Regions from separate parts of the Ovis aries genome. Here regions 2 and 3 are each linked to region 1. Evidence: chromatin contacts called from public Hi-C data. All regions are on one chromosome and are shown on one strand. The core of a region is the stretch at or near the end of the contact, and the rest is flanking DNA. Distances in the headings are between cores, read along the strand shown.

Evidence for each region. Hi-C and Micro-C count contacts between places; a contact is called where the count stands out from the background.
Region 2: a Hi-C map of hypothalamus shows a contact between it and region 1, with 4 times the contacts expected there. The contact joins the enhancer-like site here to the promoter of GAB2 in region 1. A contact is called at or near these places in 6 of 16 Hi-C or Micro-C datasets (hypothalamus, liver, muscle and 2 more).
Region 3: a contact with region 1 is called in a Hi-C map of hypothalamus, with 4 times the contacts expected there. The contact joins the enhancer-like site here to the promoter of GAB2 in region 1. A contact is called at or near these places in 8 of 16 Hi-C or Micro-C datasets (blood, hypothalamus, liver and 2 more).

Annotation. Positions count from the first base shown.
Region 1 is chr21:15,225,174-15,227,873 of ARS-UI_Ramb_v3.0, forward strand. It overlaps GAB2 (GRB2 associated binding protein 2), which reads left to right and starts at 1,313. Exons shown (of 10, transcript XM_027959276.2): 1 at 1,313-1,581. The coding sequence starts at 1,501. It overlaps NARS2 (asparaginyl-tRNA synthetase 2, mitochondrial), which reads left to right. Exons shown (of 15, transcript XM_042237733.1): 15 at 1-877. The region is part of intron 1 of LOC121817475 (a long non-coding RNA gene); the gene reads right to left.
Region 2 is chr21:15,094,002-15,096,701 of ARS-UI_Ramb_v3.0, forward strand. The region is part of intron 5 of NARS2 (asparaginyl-tRNA synthetase 2, mitochondrial); the gene reads left to right. Among named protein-coding and RNA genes, the nearest start is that of NARS2, 21 kb to the left of the region's middle. Within about 2 kb of position 1,445, at least 3 of the 54 cell types and tissues checked have an H3K27ac peak or open chromatin away from gene starts, as enhancers often do. A contact at or near this core is called in hypothalamus, where this site is marked.
Region 3 is chr21:15,388,761-15,391,460 of ARS-UI_Ramb_v3.0, forward strand. The region is part of intron 3 of GAB2 (GRB2 associated binding protein 2); the gene reads left to right. Among named protein-coding and RNA genes, the nearest start is that of USP35, 77 kb to the right of the region's middle. Within about 2 kb of position 1,396, at least 19 of the 54 cell types and tissues checked have an H3K27ac peak or open chromatin away from gene starts, as enhancers often do. A contact at or near this core is called in hypothalamus and liver, where this site is marked.

The sequences.
Region 1 (2,700 bases), core at 63-2,562:
GTAGCCTTAGTCTGATGTTTTCTGGAGGGCAAGATGCCACCGGTTCTACTCCCGTGCCCGAAGCAGTTCCCTATTAATATAACGGGTTACTATCCACTCTTCAAAGAACTAGGGGCGCGGATGGAGAGCCTAACCTTTTAACGCTGCTTGTAAAGGTACTTTGTGAGTTGAAAAGAGCCTTTAACCAAAGGTTTCCGGTTTTGCTGGGGGTTTTTCCCCCTCTTCTCTCCCCACAAAATGCTAGATTCATCAGGTATGTGCTTCTGCGTTCTCCATCTCAGTTAAGCCCTTCCACAACGCCGTAAGAGGCATCTGCATCATAGGAGCCCCAGAGAGTTCTCCTAACTTGTGTCAATAAGTTGGAGCACTGAAAAATTTTGACCCGTTTCTTGCCCTACACCATCTTGCCTTCCAATTCACTATGAAATAGTATTTTTGACTCATTTTTGCCTCCTTGATTCTACAGATCGTAAGAATTTTCTTCTACTGAATTGCTTCTCTCAGAGGCAGTGTGGAAGCCAACAGAACTTTATTTTCTGATAATAGTGTATTAGTCGCTCAGTCCTGTCCGACTCTTTGCAACCCCATGGACTGTAGCCCGCCAGGCTCCTCTGTCCATGAAATTCTCCAGGCAAGAATACGGGAGTGGGTTGCCAGTTCTGCTCCATTCTGATACTAAGAGGACGCGGACGTGAAAGCAGTTCTCCCCTTTAAATAGACGAGCAGTACCACTCCCAACCCCGACCATCCCTAGAATGAGAAGCTTGACTGCACGGCCAAGGCTTTAGGCGATCTGTGAAATGGTAATAATACACCCCACTCAATTTGGAGATTTGTAACGAAGATCATGTAAGCAAGGAACGTACGCCCAGCCCAACACGTAGTAATGTTGTTTTTTCTTCTCCCACCAAGGGGGTGAGAGAGTTAATGAAACTCTTGGAAAGCGAGTCACTCATTTCAGCCAAAACCTGACCCACTGAAACCTGAAACGAAGGGGGAATGGACATGTCAGGGGAGCAGCCCTCGGGCCCCTGGCTGACGACCCTCTGCGAAAGGTCGATTCACCATCGAGGGCGCGCAGTCCATGCCCATTACCCCACGCCCGCCAAGGGCGCGGCCGCCTGCCCCGCTGGCTTCGGAAAACAAGCCCCGGGGGGCGCGGCGGGCCGCGGGCGCCCCCGAGAGCGCTGGGTCCGAGGCGCGCGGCGGTGTCCGCGTCTCCGCGGGCGGCCCGCCCGGGGGCGCGGCGGGCTGTGGGCGTGGCGAGCGCGCGCCGCCCTTCCTGCCGGGGCGCCCCCGCCGCGGCCGGGCCGGGAGAAGGCGCGGGCGCGCGCGAGGCAGCCGGGCCGCGCCGCCTCGCCCTCGCCCTCGCCCTCGCCCCGCGGCCGCCGGCCGCCCCGGCCCCTCCCCTTCGCCGCGAGCCGCGCACCGCCGGCCGGCTGAGCCCGCGGCCCGCGCCCTCGTCCCCGACCCCGCGGCGGGCTCCGGGCGGCCGGCAGCATGAGCGGCGGCGGCGGCGGCGACGTGGTGTGCACCGGCTGGCTGAGGAAATCGCCCCCCGAGAAGAAGTTGAGGCGCTATGTGAGTGCGGGCGGGGGCGCGGGGCGCGCCGCGGCCTGCCGACGGGCCGGGCGCCCCGGGGGGGCGCGGGCGGGGGTGCCGGGGGCGGCCGGCGCGCCCCGCGACCGGGCTGCTGCACACCTGTCACAGGTGCGCCGCCGAGGGGCGGGGCGCGCGGGCGGCCAGATGGAGGCTGCGGCGCCTCCCCGGCCAGCCTCCCCGTAAACTAAACCGCGTATTGAAGTTTGTATTGATTGTTTTCGGAGACCGAAAAGAGTTGATTCCCGGGGCCCGGGGGTCCGTACGGACCCCGAGCGGCTCCAGCCTGCGGGGCTCGGGGAGTGGGCGGGAAGGGGGGGGGGCGTAGGCCGAGGGGCCGCGCGGCCGGGCCCCCCACAAAGGGCGCCGCGCCTCGCACCCCTTCCCCCGCGCTCTCCCTGCCCGCCCCTCCCGGCGGCCGCCTGCTTCCTCCCAGTCCACAGCGCTGCATCACGGGCGGCGTCAGCAGCATGTGCAGCCCTTGGATTAAGTGACTCATTTGTTTGTCCCCCTTCTTTGCCTTTATGCTGTATGTCTCCCACATGCATCCCCCCAACCCCGCGAAGGTGGCACTGCAGTTTGGTCTGCGGCTACTGGCCCGGCTTTTGTGTTGTACAGCCCTTTGGCGTCTGGGGTCAGGAGAGATTAAGGGTCTCAGTTGCCAGGTGGTGCTAACCGACAGTGTTTACTGAAATTACCGGGACAGCCGCTCCCTTTCAAGAGAGAGGCTCCACTCCTGGGGAGGGTCGTGCAGCCTGGTGTGAGCAGTGAGGGGTCTGGTCCCTCCACCCCCCGGTCCCACCAGAAGATGCCTAGCTTGGCGGGGTCAAAGTACAAGATGGTGCCAGTGACTGAGATTTGGCTGAAATCAGCCCTGGGTTATTTGACTGAGTTTGGAAATAGAGGTAAGGTCGCTAAAAGATGTCAGGGTCTCCCATCCCCTCCTCTTCTCTTGCTATGAAATGCCCTTGTTAAACTGCCTGTCCGTGCTGGACTCTGGGATCGTTCCCGCAGCATGGAAGTGAGCTGTTGCCTTCCAGCTGCAGTGCATCAAGGGAGCTCTGAATAGACCCTGCCCGCCGTCAGCTGCGCCCGTGGCTG
Region 2 (2,700 bases), core at 195-2,694, 130 kb before region 1:
ATATCTTTTATACAGATTCAAGCCCCAGTTAACATTTTTGGGTATAATTCTTATTTTAAGGGATAAACTAAAATAGAAAAGTATGCATGTGAATATTTTCTCTTTTCAGAGTCTTTAGAAAATGTATTTTTCAGAAAAATGATTTAGTCTCTATACCTCATGAAGGCTTTTATTTCAGTCCTTTGTTCAGCAATTATTTTTTGAGCTCCTTCTATGGGCCAGGCATTGTTAGCCCGCACTTGTTGCAGGAAATTTAAAAGTTACCAGTTTTTCTTACTTGTAGGCACTTGAAAGCCTTTCACTTGCCAGTTAGACAGCCTGTTTAAAATCATTGGCCAGTTAGTATAACAGCATACAAAGAGAAATATATGTTGTTGACTGGTGCTTTTTGTATTTATTCACTGATTTCTATGTCTCTGAGGGAAGTCAAAATTCTTTATACATTTGGGTGATTCCATCAAATGACAGGGCCTGTGTAAAACTACTCTCTGTGGTTCAGTATGTTCTGACTCTTGGTAATGATGCTTTCTCTTCATGTAATCGAACAGTGTATTCACTACAAGAAGTTGTCCTGACATGAGGGGACATAGGTACACCTATGGCTGATTCATGTTGATGTTTGACAGAAAACAACAAAATTGTGTAAAGCATTTATCCTTCAATTAAAAAATAAATAAAATTTTTAAAAGGAGTTTTTACAAGTATGAAGGGAATTATTAGGCCCAAATTAAATAAAAAATATTTGAGTAGCAAACTTAAATAAGATAAATTTGGAGCTAAGTGCTTTACTACCAGAGAAATCCTCCAGGCAAGTCTAAATGATTAGAACATGTGTGTTTTGGACTCTAACCAACACAAGGCAAGTATAAATATATAGAAAGGGGAAAATGAATTTCTGAAGCTTAATAAATGAGAGGGCTTCCCTGGTGGCTCAGTGGTAAAGAATCCACCTGCCACTGTAGGAGACTCACATTTGATCCTGGGTCAGGAAGATTCTCTGGAGAAGGAAATGGCAACCCACTCCAGTATCCTTGCCTGGGAAATCCCATGGACAGAGGACCCTGGCGTACTACAGTCCATGGGCTCACAGAGAGTCAGACACAACCGAGTGACTAAACAGCAGTAAAACAAATAAGGGTTCTGCGTTCATAGTTCTTCAGGGCCATGCTGAGGAATTTTAGATAGTGGAATTAGCTTTGTTTATTCAGAGTGTGAGAAAGAGATGATATAAAGATGTTGTCACAGTTCTGGTTGGTAAAGCAGGTGAGTTTGCAGGATTTGATAGAGAAAGGAGTACGCATTTCATTCACTTTTTTTTTTAAAGAATTGTTATTTATTTTTGGCTGCACTGCGCCTGCATTGCTGTGTGGACCTCTCTCCAGCTGGATCAAGCGGGGGCTGCTCTCCATCTGGATCAGGCGGGGGCTGCTCTCCAGCTGGATCAAGTGGGGGCTGCCCTCCAGCTGGGTCGAGCGGGGGCTGCCCTCCAGCTGGGTTGAGCGGGGGCTGCTCTCCAGTGGCAGTGTGTGGGCTTGTGCAGTGGCTTCCCTTGGTGCAGAGCCTGGGCTCTAGAGCACTCGGGCTTCAGTAGTTGCAACATGTAGGCTCAGTAGTTGCACCTCGTGGGCTCTAGAGCATGGGCTTCGTAGTTGTGGCACACAGGCTCAGTTGTCCTTGGCATGTGGGAGCTGCCCGGACCAGGGTGTGAACCCATGTCCCTTGCATTGGCAGGTGGGTTCTTAACCACTGGGCAACCAGAGAGGCTCTCTTCGTTCACTCTTGATGCTGCTTATCCTACAACAGTCCCTGGTTGTACACTTTTTTCCTTTGTCCTTAGAGCCCTAGTTGAGTTCTCACAATTACGTTTGATCCTCATGATTCTGCAGTGAGTAGTTTATCTCTGAGAAGATAAAAGAAATTAAAAGCATGAATTAGAGATTCTGGCAAAATGTAAACATTGATAGGAAGTAAGGTGGGACTGCTTTATGTATATATTTGAAGTTCAGTGTTACCAGTTTTAAGTGGTATGTATGAAATCTAGAGGATAAGTAGGATCATGAGAACTGACTTGATCAGAAACATCTTCAAAATAAGTATGTAAATTAACTGTACTGTGTGTGTGTGTGTGTGTGTGTGTGTGTGTGTGTGTGTGAATTGCTCAGTTGTGTCCAACTTTTTGTGACCCCATGGTCTGTCCATGGAATTCTGTAGGTGAGAATACTGGGGTGGGTTGTCAGTCCCTTCTCCAGGGAATCTTCCTGACCCAGGGATCAAACCTGGGTCTCTTGCATGGCAGGCATATTCTTTACCATCTGCGCTTACCAGGGAAGCCCCCTCTACTGTACACTAGGGAGAGTATTTTAGGTAGGGGAACAGTGTGAGCAGAGTCAAGCAGTTGAAATAAGTGTGGGGGCTTTCACTGGGCTCTGGATGGAAGATTAGAAGATTTATATTAGTGAATCATAAAGAATAAAGGTAGGGTGTAGGATACTGTTCCATGGTTTTCAGTACAGTGGCAGAGCTATGCAGCCATCCTCACAGTTTACTTTTAGAGCATTACATCACCCCGTATTGAAACTTACTACCTACCCATTAGCAGTCCCTTCTCGTTCCCACCCCAAGCTCTAGGTAACCACTCAACCACTCTGTATAGATTTGTCTCTTCTGGAGTATTTCATATAAATGCAGTCATACTACATA
Region 3 (2,700 bases), core at 146-2,645, 160 kb after region 1:
GACCAAGACCCAAATAACTGTCCCACAAGACACGGGTGAGGTGAGTGTGTGCAGGGAACACGAAGTGTGCTGTGGGAGCAAAGTGGGAAGAGTGAGTGAAGCCACGAGGTAAGTCTGAGGGACTGAAGCACCTCTGTGGAGCAGGAAGGCTTCTTCGGCACTTTGTCAGATTGTGATGTATCAAGGAGACGTTCCAGAAAAAGGTAGATGATGCAAGCCCAGGCCAGGAGCTCAGGGATGAGTGAGCAGTTCTGTAACCGGAGAGGGGACACCAGGGCAGCAGGAGGCTGGGACAGGGGTTCCCATGTTCTGAAGAGAAAAGAGTTTCCATCTGCTGCTCCTAAGGGTTCAGGCCAAGCTTGGGGAAAGTGGATGGCAGCACCAAGGCTTTTCTTTACCTGTGTGTCTGTTTATAAGTTCATTTGCTTGTTCATTCAGCAAACACATATTCACCATTCACTATGTGACATGCGCTAATCTGGGTGCTGATGAGAGGGAAATGAATAAGACACTGTTTCTTTCCTCAAGGAAATCAGCCTGGTGGAGGAAATAAGCAACTGGTGTGTAACACAGGTACCAGTCGCTACCTGCTCTGAGAGGGAGCAAGTGATTGTGCTGGGAGGTGAGGAATGCGAGAACCAGCTTCAAAGGAGGTGCTGCTGGAGCTGAGTTTGAGCTGCCAGATGGGAGAGGGGGCCTTCCAGAGACACGAACACGGCACAGAGGCCTGGCTGCCTGGGGTCTTCTCAGAACCCTGGAGAGCCAACTGTGTAGATCCCAGCCTGAGGAGGGCAGCTGGGGAGAAGAGGTTGGGCGGGTAAGGTGGAGCTGGGATATGCCATCACCCTAAAGACACTGAGACAGCACTGAGAATTGTTAAGCTGGGAAGTTAGGAAAGGAAGCGTGAGAGGGATGAAAAGAGGCCCAGAGAGCCGGGCAGATGATTATGGAGGCTAGTTAGCTACCAACCCTTTTGTTAAACGCAGAAGACAACCAGGAGGACCTGAACTGGGGTGGAGTCGATAGGATCTGATGTGCTTATGGAGTGAGAAGTGAAAAAGGTTCTTCCCGGGCTTTGGCTTGAGTGGCTTGGTTTCTTTCCCCAAACCGGAGAGTCAGGAGAGAGATGATGAGCTCACGGCTGAGTGTGTTGAAGGCCACTGCAGGCTCCCTGAGATGCTCTCCACACCTCTCAGCACCCTAGACTCTCAAGGACTCCTGTTCTCCTCAGCCCAGGACTGGCCCTCCACTGTCATCCCTCAACCCCACCTCCTAAGGCTCCTGCTCTAGCCTGAACAGCTTGTGGTTCTTGAACTTGCCAGATGGCGTTCTACTGCTCTGCCTCTAAGGGAACACCTTTTCCCTTCTCTTGCTTTTGCCTGGCCAGTTGCCAGTCAGTCCAGGGTGACATCGCTGAAGAAGCCTCCCTGACACTCTGCACCACCACCACTACCGGGGATGGTTGCTCTGAATGTGTCAACAGCCGCATATTCACAGGCCTGACTAAGGCTTGCAGGCTTGTCACCTCCTCTACCACGGTGCCCCCTCCCCCAGGGCAGGAGGCTTCTCTGTATCCATTGGGCCTGGCCCAGATGGAAAGTGAGATGTCAGGAAAGGTTTTTTTCAATGGACAGATCCAGATGGGAGCATCCGCCAGAGTTGGAAGCTCCAAAAGACACAGTGAAAGGCATCAAAGACAGATGTGAGCCCCTCATGTCCACCACTGGCTCCCCGGTCTCGGACCCGGCCCTCCAGGATCTGAAGGCTGGATGTTCAGTGCTCTAGGCCAGGGATGCTGGCTTGCTTACGTGTGTGAAATGGAACAGAAAGGGGGAGAGTACGGAGGCCCAGGGACGAGGGTTGTGAACGGTGTGGCAATGTCAGTCCCAGCCGTCACGGATGCAGGTTAACTAACAAAGAGAGCCTGGCCTCGACACCTGTTTCCCTTCCGCTTTCTAAGCTGATGGGCCTTAATATATATCACCATCTGGTGGCCACATCCACAAATAACAAGCTCCCCATGAGCTGAGAGAGCTTGTATAAGGCGGGGGCTCCATGGATTGGCCTCAGTGGGTCAAGGGCTACCCATCCCTCTGTTAGCCTGCAAATCTGTATGTGTGTGAGATCTGCCTTATTCTGGTGAGAAGTGCCAGAAGAGATTTTTATCAGATCCTTAAAGAGGCATATAGCCTCCCAAAAGCTGGGAATCACCACTGTACAGGATTATTCTAGAATTCTGATTCCTTTATTTTCCCCAAATGGAATCCTATGAAGAATCATCCTATGAGAAAGAGAAAAGCAGACGTGAATCTCTGCTTGCTCAGAACTTCACCTTCTCATTTCTGGAGGGACCTATGCAGAACAGAACGCAGTGTGGAAGCCATGCTAGTACAGCCAAGGGGTCGTGGCTTTTCAGAACCAGATGGACCTGAAAGGACCCTGGAGGGCCCCCAAGTCCTGCCTTGGGGATGCCCACAGCCTGTAAGACACACACCCCCGCCGGGCCCCACCTTGGGGAAGCCTACAGTGTGTAAAACCCCACAGGTTCTGCCTTGGGGAAGCCCACAGTGTATAAGACCCCCCAGGTCCCACCTTGCAGAAGCCTTCAGTGTGTAAGACCCCCCAGGTCCCTCCTTGGGGAAGCCCACGGTATGTATTAGTGGTGGGGATGGAACTCACAAACCCTTCACCCCCAAATCA